Linked DNA regions of Sus scrofa: all the other regions are linked to region 2. A link is a contact called in public HiChIP or PLAC-seq and promoter capture Hi-C data. All regions are on one chromosome and are shown on one strand. Each heading gives the region's core, a stretch centred on a gene start, on an enhancer-like site or on the middle of the called end of the contact. The rest is flanking DNA. Distances are from core to core; before and after follow the strand shown. Region 1 overlaps USP20 (ubiquitin carboxyl-terminal hydrolase 20). Region 2 holds the start of GPR107 (protein GPR107). Region 3 holds the start of USP20 (ubiquitin carboxyl-terminal hydrolase 20).

Region 1 (2,700 bases), core at 181-2,680, 160 kb after region 2:
CAACGCCGGATCCTTAACCCACTGAGCGAGGCCAGGGATCGAACCCACAACCTCATGGTTCCTAGTTGGATTCGTTAACCACTGTGCCACGACGGGAACTCCGAGCCAATCCACTTTTAAAAAAATGTTCAAGCTCTGGAGTTCCCTAGGTGGCTCAGGGGTTAATGAACCCAACTAGGATCCATGAGGATGTGGGTTCGATCCCTGGTCTCGCTCAGTGGGCTAAGGATCTGGCATTGCCATGACCTGTGGTGTAGGGTGCAGATGCGGCTCGGATCCTGTGTTTGCTATGCGTGGTGTAGGCCAGCAGCTGCAGCTCCGATTGGACCCCTAGCCTGGGAACCTCCATATGCCACGGGTGCCGCCCTAAAAAGACAAAAATAAATAAAACTTCAAGCACATCAGTAATGAAGAAAGTACAAAATTAAAGAATGGTATCCTTTTCGTCCACCAAACTGGTAAATAAAAAGAGGCGAAGCCCTAGGAGCCACAAGGTGGTGGGGCAGCAAAAGCACTCAGTCCCAGGCCCAGCGAGACAATGACAGTAAGTCCCAGACACGCTGATCTGAATGCTGACCCAGCAACCCCCGCCCCAGCCAGCCCCGGCCACTCACCCTTCAGCTCATCAGCAGCGAAGAAGGCAGCCAGGCAGTCTTCCAGGGTGACGACTGGCCCCCAAAACCAGCTGGGGGTACAGGATACCACAAACCTACAGAGACAGAGAGGGAGTGGCAGGGGTGCTGCCAGGCCTGGGCAAGAGTCAGACTCAGGGGCCTTTGGGCTGAGGCCCGTTTGGGCACAGAGGGGCAGCCTGGCCTGGTGGGTGGGATGGGCCAAGGTCGGAAGCCAAAAACCTGGGACCCCCAGCCAGCAGCTGTGTGTCCTTGGGAGAATGACCTCACCGCTCCCCGAGTCTCTTGTGCCCCATCTGCAAAGGGGCCCAAGCCGCACTGGCCTGTCTCCTGGGCAGAGCTCAGGTTCCTGATAGCAGGTGGGTGAAGCAGGCACCATGGTACACAGTGGGGACTCTGGAAAGGCACCCATGGCTCTTTCCGCCAGGCCAGGTCTGCGCTCTAGCTGCCACTTGGTCACACTATCACTACCTGCCTTCCAGCAATCCACAGGCCTCCTGAACGCCGCCATGCCAGTGCGGCCAGGGAACTCCCACCCCACTCAGCTACCTCCCGATGCCCTTCAGCCTCAGGCTCCCTGCCAAACTCTGCCTCCTCCCTGCAAATACTTGCACTTTGCTGTTAAAGGCCTGTCGCCTGGCAGGCTGCAAGGTCCAGGAAGGCCAGGCCAGGGCAGGTGGGCATACCGTCGGATATACTCCACGATAAAGGCAAGCCAGCCCTGGGCGGCGTAGCTGTCCCCACAGGCCCCTGGCTTGGCCGGCACATTCTGGTAGATGGCCGAGTGGAGCTTGGCCAGGTCCTCCTTGCCAGGGATGGGCAGGGACAGGTCCTGGAACGTCTCCACCGTGGTGGACACCTGTAGGGTTGAAGGTCACTCTGGGTCTCCAACTCCCAGGGCTCTGCCCTGCCCAGACCAAGCAGAGTTGCACCCCAAAAAGCAGAACCTGCCTCCCCAAGCCCTGGACACAGGAGCCCCACAACCGGTGGTGGCGGGCGGGGGGGGGAGGCACTGCGGAGAACCAGCGCCCCACCCCCAAGCTGAGTGAGAACCCCCGGGGGCCTCCTGCAGCCCCCTGCACCCACCCTGTCGCAGGTGAGGCACTGCACGAGGCTGAGGATGGAGCCATCGAAGATGTCTGAGATGACGCTGCGGTACTGCTGCTCCTTCCGCCGCCGGCTGCCTGTGCTCGGTACCTGGGCTGGGGGCACAGCATGGGACTAGCCCAGCCCCACCAGCCTGTCTGGGGCAAGGGGTGGGCGCTGGGGCTCATCGGCAGGGACTTGGGGTGGCATCTGTGTGTGCCGCCTCCTGGGGCCTCAGGCACTGTCTGTGAGATGGGCCCCCACTTGTGTCCCCGCGGAGTGAGGAGGGTTCAGAGGCTGCATCAAGAGGGTGCCGCACAGCCCTGGGGAACACGTGCCTGAAAAAGGCGGCCAGGACCCCGATTTCCACCCCCGGCCCCGAGAGCCCACCGGGGGAGGCTGGCCCGCCCTCCCGGGGCGCCAGCTCCTGCGAACCTTTCTTGAGCACGTACGACGGACCCATCCTCACGGGGCTCGCGCGGGGAGGGCTGCCGGCCAGCTTGGCGTGGCCCTCGTGGTGGTGGACGGGGCTGCAGGGGCGAGAGGCACTGCGCATGTGGGCCTCGTTGTCCGGCTCTGGGGGCAGAGGGGACCGTGCTGGGCCAGGGCATCACGCCAGTCCGGGCTGGTCAGGAAGACCTGCCACCCCTCCTGACGGGCCGAGGCCTGAACCACGTGTCTCCTCTGTCCCGCGCCCACCCCGGCCGCAGTCCCAGCCCCCAGGCAGAACGTGCTGTCCATGCACTTCATGTTCTAGGCGGGTTCTGAATCCCACTGCTCAGCCAAGTGAGTCTGCACACGGTCATGTTACAAGGCCGATCTAGCGGGAGAGCCCCCAGGGCAGGGGGGGGGGGCTGCACACACGGGGCTGCGGCGCTCGAGCGGCGGGCTGGTACCTGGCGTCCGGCAGGGGCTGGTGGACCGCGGCGACGGTGGCTGCGTGTCCGTGGGCTGCTGGTCGAGGGCGGCCATGGCGGTGTCC
Region 2 (2,700 bases), core at 76-2,575:
GCCACCAGGGAACTCTGAGAATCATATTAATCAGGATAATTTGTATTTACAAACAACTGATACCCAAAGTATGGAACATGGGTCTGGCCAGGCTTTTTATTCCCGATTATGTATTCTTTAAACTGTACATTCACAAAATATAATGCTTTGTTAAAGAAATGAGTCTTAATAAGACAAACTTTCTACAATACCACACTTCTAAGAAAACTGTCTATTATGAAAATAATGTACAAGGCTTTGGATCATAATGATTTATTCTTCCATTCTCCAGATATCATAACCTGCTGAATCGCCTGGGGGCACGTTTTGAGTTAAAAAGCAAGATCCAAGGGATCATCCTAGGCCTGTCATAAATCTCTTCCCTAGACACAGGAGAGAGAGGGGTAAAAAGGCAGAGCCTCTAATTAGAAACATATTTTTAACGCTGGTTTTAAATTCCTGGTCTCGTCTTTCAAGCGAAATCTGAATTCCTCCCGGAGATTCCAGCTTTGAGCAGTCCAGAGAGAACACGAAGCCCAACTGGGAAACTGAGGCAAAGGTTCGGCGTACCTTCCAACGACCAGGCTCAAGGGGACGGACAAGTGGAGACCGCGGACAATCCAAGTCGGGGATGAAAGTTGGAAGTGACGAGGAAGGACTGGCTGCCTTCGAAAGGAAGCTAGGGAAGCCAGCAAGGATTACAAGCGCGGCCTCCTGAGTCCTTTAGGGTTACGCCGCAGTTCAGCCCCTTCCCCACACTCAGTTCGAATCTTCCTGCCACTTCCAGACAGACGGAGGACTCCCAACATTCCCACAGTTCCCAACAGACGCCTCTCCGAGGGAAGCCGCGCCGGGAGGGCGGGGGCCCAAGAGTCCACAGCCCCTCTCGCCTGGGCCCAAGTCGCCCCCAGTCCCGGAGCGGCCGCGGCCTCCGCCCCCCGTCCCGGTCCTGCCCGGCCGCGGTGGGCCTTACCTTGAGCGCCAGGTGGTGGACGCGGCCCAGGCCGGGCTCGGCCAGCAGCTGCAGCAGCCCCAGCAGCGGGAGCAGCCGAAGTCCGGCGGCCAGCAGAGGACTGCGTGAGCCCGAGAGGCCGACGGGCGCCGGGGCAGCCATGTTTGTTCCAGCATCACCAGTCGCTTCCTCTCCCGCCCACTTCCGGGGTTAAAGGTCGGCGGCCGCCGGAAGCCGGGAAGAGGAGTTCAGCTGCCGGAGACGGGGACCAAGACCTTCTTCGTGGAGTGTTTGGCCCAGGAAGTCGCTGATAGGCCTGAGCTGGCCATTTCGGGGGCCGTTCAGTTGGCCTCTCCTGTGCAGACTTTTGGTTTAGCCCGAAGACGTTGCACACCCGGTGGGGAGGGTGTGCCGGTTGCCATGGCAACGGTCGCTGGGCGGGACCAGCTCAGGCCTCCTCTCCGCCCAGGGGAGCTTTGAAAGCGGTGGTGGATCTGCGCTACTGGGCCCGCGGAGGGACCCGGCTCTCCAAGGGTGGGGATGCCTCCAAGTTGCCTAGCTATCGATGGGACTGACTCCTCGAACAGCATGACTTGTCATAGGTCTTTTGGGTTTTCTGAGGCACGTCACACTAAAATTTCAGACTAAGTGATTGTGATAGGAATTTATTGCGCCCTCATCAGGCACTTGTTAGGCCTGTCGTGTGCATTTAAACTTGGAACAGTCTGATGAGATGGGAGATAATGAGCATTATCCCCACTTTACCGATAAGCAAACTGAAACTCTTGAGAAATTAAGTCATTTGTTCAGGTTGAACAGGGAATTTCATGGGAGCTGCTAAATACTGTGTTATAGTGCTTCATGCTATTTCATCCTTTGTTTCTAATCTTTGGAATTTGGAGGACGATTTTTTTTTTTTTTGTCTTTTTGCTATTTCTTTGGGCCGCTCCCGCGGCCTATGGAGGTTCCCAGGCTAGGGGTCGAATCGGAGCTGTAGCCGCCGGCCTACGCCAGAGCCACAGCAACGTGGGATCCAAGCCACGTCTGCAACCTACACCACAGCTCACGGCAACGCCGGATCGTTAACCCACTGAACAAGGGCAGGGACCGAACCTGCAACCTCATGATCCTAGTCGGATTCGTTAACTGCTGCGCAACGATGGGAACTCCTGGAGGACGATTTTTAATAGGATTCAGTAGTTGGTTCCCTCCAACTCACTATATTTTTTACCAAGAAGTTATAGAACACTTTTATTAAAATTGCCAGTAGACTAGCTAGGTTTATTTATTTGTTTAGGTTCTTTTTTTAGCTTGCCACACACACCACTGCAAGTAATGCATGCTCTTTGTGTGAAGTCATTTAAGCAAAAGAGGATAAAATAAAAACCACCAGGAATAATGGAAAAACTGAAATCATTATTAAAAAAAGGAAAAAGAAACACCAGGAATCACGATACTGAATGATTATCGGTATACTAAAGTGTTTAATGACTGAATCAGATTTTAAAGTTTTTAACTGGAACTAGGACCTGGAATTACTATGATACATTTTAATGGAGATAAAGTGCTATATTCAGGTTAAAAAAAATCAGTTGGGCAAGTAAAGAATAGAGGAGGTGGCGTTCCTACTGTGCCTCAGTGGGTTAAGAACCCGGCAGAGTATCCATGAGGATGTGGGTTCCATCCCTGGCCTTGCTCAGTGGGTTAAGTTTCCAGGACCCTACCCCAAGCTGCAGCTTAGGTTGCAGATGCAGCTAAGATCTGGTGTT
Region 3 (2,700 bases), core at 67-2,566, 190 kb after region 2:
TTTTAAAATACGGCTTTTCATCCAAGCCAAAAGGAGTCCTGAGTCTACTATTTGTCTTGGTCCAAGGAAAAGAACAATAATCTCAGAGGAGACTGTTCCAGAAAAAAAGTCAGGCATTCCAGAAACCACTGCCCTGCTTCAGAATGGTCTTCCAGAAGAGGGAACCCCCAGTTTCATCAGCCCCTCCCCCCAGCCAGGGAGCTGGAATGACAGATGCTGCAGTAAACACTCACTGAACTCTCACTGTGCCAGGTACCCTGCACAAGGTGCAGCAGAGGTAGGCCTGTGACTGATTCCTCCACCACCTTCCCGCTGTGTAACCTGAGGCACATACTGCCTCTCTGAGCCTTGGTGTCCTTGTTTGCAAAATGAAAAACAACGGAATCTACTTCAGGGGCTTGCTGGACTGAGTTCATGAAATAATGCTAAGTCCACTGCCTGCCCTGTAATAAGGACTCAATACAGTTCTTGCAAAGGAAAAGACAGACAGTAAATTGAAAAAAACGAAAACTAAGGGCTTTCTACAAGTCCCATCAGCCATTATGTATGCATTTAGTTACTTCCTAAGTGTTCGCTGATGTCTGTTTTTCAAATAAACTTAATCCTCACGGCATCCTCGGGTAGAAGGGGCGGAGGCCAGAGCGACAGTGCTCGTGACAAAGAACGAAAACAAGGCCCCCAAGGGTCCCGGGAAGCGGCCAGCAAGCACCCTCTCCCTCAAACCCTTCCGAGTAGGTTCCAAACACCAAGACGCAACTCTCCTTGGAGAGAAGTGGCTGGAAGCCATCATTAGTGGGGCAATCTGGGCTGGGACTTTCATTCCTCATCGCTAAGAAGTGGTCATCTTTTGTCCCTAAAGAAAAAAAAGTGCACGTCAGGGCCCAGACTCCGGGAAAATAAAAGCGCTCCGAGACGCCACACGCGTGCTTTCAAGGCTGGGTCGGGCCCAGGCAAAATAAAGAGATGGCGGCCCCTGTTTCGGAGAAGCAACGAGCCCCTGGAGGCTCGAAGTGGGGCGGTGAGGCCCGAGAGGATCCCCCCGGGCGCTGGCCGGGGGAGAGGACAGGGCGGTGGCAGCCAGGGGAGGGTCCCAGGCTCTGCTCACCTGGCCGCGGCGTTCTGCGGACCAGGTAGGGCCAGGACCCCGCCGGCCCGGAGCGGGGCTGGGGTCGCCCCTGATTGGAGAGACCCGGCCCCCTGAAGCAGCCGGCGGCGGCCCGGAACTCACCTGCCGTCGCAACCGCGCCACCGCCGCCTGTCAGTCAAGCGCGCCCTCCGCGGCACGGCGCAGGGTCGTGAGGCCCTGCCGGCCGCGCCCCGCCTCCTCCCCTTGGGATGCCCAATCAGGAGAGGCCGACGCCGCGGTTGGGGGCGTGGTCCGATGGGCGGTGTGGGCCGGGGGCGGGGCCGGACGCTTGGGGCGGGGCCGGGCAGGGCCGGCGCTCTGACTTCACTGCTGAGCGCCGGAAGTACTCAGATCCAGGCGCAGCGACGCAGAGGCTAGTACGTGGGTCCGGCCAGACTATGCCGGTCACCGGGAAGACTTTCCGGCGGCGCCGGGCTGACTCGGAGTCCGAAGAAGATGAGCAGGACTCAGAGGAGGTTCGGTGCGTTTGGGGCAAGGCTTTCACGGGGCAAGAAGAGAGAGACAGGTTAGGGGGACTCACCACCGGCCAGACGCCTTGTTGACACCATTGCTCTGAGCCGAATTGCTATCCCTTTGTGCAGATGCTGAAATTGAAGCTCTAAGGGATAAGGCCGACGCCTCAAAGTCTCATAGGGTTGAGGAGGTGCCCCTGGGTGCGCAGCGGATCGGACTCCAGTTGGGTCTAGGCGCAGTCACCCTCTGGACCCCTGTGCAGGAGGCTTGACAGAGGTGTAGGGGATGTCCACTGAAGCTATCTTTTGACTCTTAAGTTCCGCGGAGGGTTCCTCAGCCTGAATATTGCTTTTCTTTCAGATTAAAACTGGAGGAGACTCGAGAGGTACAGAACTTGAGAAAGAGGCCCAACGGGGTGAGGTGGGTACCGCGTAGGGGAGGGGACCTGGAGGAAGAGGAGGCTGAGATGACAGAGACGCCACGGTCCCTCACCCTCTCCCGAGACGCCGTCACAAATGTCTTTTCAGACATAGCTCCTTCTCTGGACACACTTTACATCTTGCACTGCCTGGAGAGGGAAACGTTTTATCAAATTTAAACGTTTTATCAAATGTTTAGCCAGGACAGGCCGTGAGCCTTGTGGTCTTGAAGTTTGCTCAAGAGGTACAGAAACGGGTTCATTGATTCGTGTTTTTACTGCACCTGATTAATTGTGAAATACATGCTGATTGTTAAGAGTTTGGAAAAATTTAGAAAAGTATAATCAAGAAAATAACAGAGTTCCTGGTGTGGCTCAGTGGATTAAGAACCCAGCTAGTATCAATGAGGATGTGGGTTCCACCCCTGGCCTAGCTCAGTGGGTTAAGGATCTGGGGTTGCTGCAAGCTGCAGGTCGCAGATGTGGCTTGGATCCCATGTTGCTGTGGCTGTGGCTAGGCTGGCAGCTGCTGCTCTGATTGGACCCCTAGTATGGGAACTTCCATATGCTTCGCGTGCAGCTCCAAAAAAAACCAAAAAAAGAAAAAAAAGAAAAAAAAAGAAAAGAAGCAGTACCTATAATCCTCTCTTACGGAGGTAACTAGTGTTAACATTTAACGTTC

What was found. Promoter capture Hi-C pulls out the DNA fragments that hold promoters and counts their contacts. HiChIP or PLAC-seq counts read pairs in DNA pulled down with a chosen protein or histone mark.
Region 1: a contact with region 2 is called in a promoter capture Hi-C map of liver, with 3 times the contacts expected there. The contact joins the enhancer-like site here to the promoter of GPR107 in region 2. A contact is called at or near these places in 1 of 5 promoter capture datasets (liver), 5 of 47 Hi-C or Micro-C datasets (blood, embryonic fibroblasts, liver and 2 more) and 1 of 2 datasets of contacts at active chromatin or transcription factors (alveolar macrophages).
Region 3: an H3K27ac HiChIP or PLAC-seq map of alveolar macrophages shows a contact between it and region 2. The contact joins the promoter of USP20 here to the promoter of GPR107 in region 2. A contact is called at or near these places in 1 of 5 promoter capture datasets (fetal liver), 4 of 47 Hi-C or Micro-C datasets (blood, embryonic fibroblasts, liver and 1 more) and 1 of 2 datasets of contacts at active chromatin or transcription factors (alveolar macrophages).

Annotation. Positions count from the first base shown.
Region 1 is chr1:270,024,776-270,027,475 of Sscrofa11.1, reverse strand. It overlaps USP20 (ubiquitin carboxyl-terminal hydrolase 20), which reads right to left. Exons shown (of 27, transcript XM_021070139.1): 12 at 2,615-2,700; 13 at 2,154-2,294; 14 at 1,719-1,834; 15 at 1,319-1,491; 16 at 615-709. Among named protein-coding and RNA genes, the nearest start is that of USP20, 31 kb to the right of the region's middle. Within about 2 kb of position 1,430, at least 2 of the 83 cell types and tissues checked have an H3K27ac peak or open chromatin away from gene starts, as enhancers often do. A contact at or near this core is called in liver, where this site is marked.
Region 2 is chr1:270,188,930-270,191,629 of Sscrofa11.1, reverse strand. GPR107 (protein GPR107) reads right to left here and starts at 1,325. Exons shown (of 18, transcript XM_021070180.1): 1 at 953-1,325. The coding sequence starts at 1,093. LOC102158087 (a long non-coding RNA gene) reads left to right here. Exons shown (of 4, transcript XR_002337861.1): 4 at 272-645.
Region 3 is chr1:269,994,148-269,996,847 of Sscrofa11.1, reverse strand. USP20 (ubiquitin carboxyl-terminal hydrolase 20) reads right to left here and starts at 1,316. Exons shown (of 27, transcript XM_021070139.1): 1 at 1,229-1,316. It overlaps C1H9orf78, which reads left to right and starts at 1,454. Exons shown (of 9, transcript XM_003122220.4): 1 at 1,454-1,607; 2 at 1,961-2,020. The coding sequence starts at 1,525.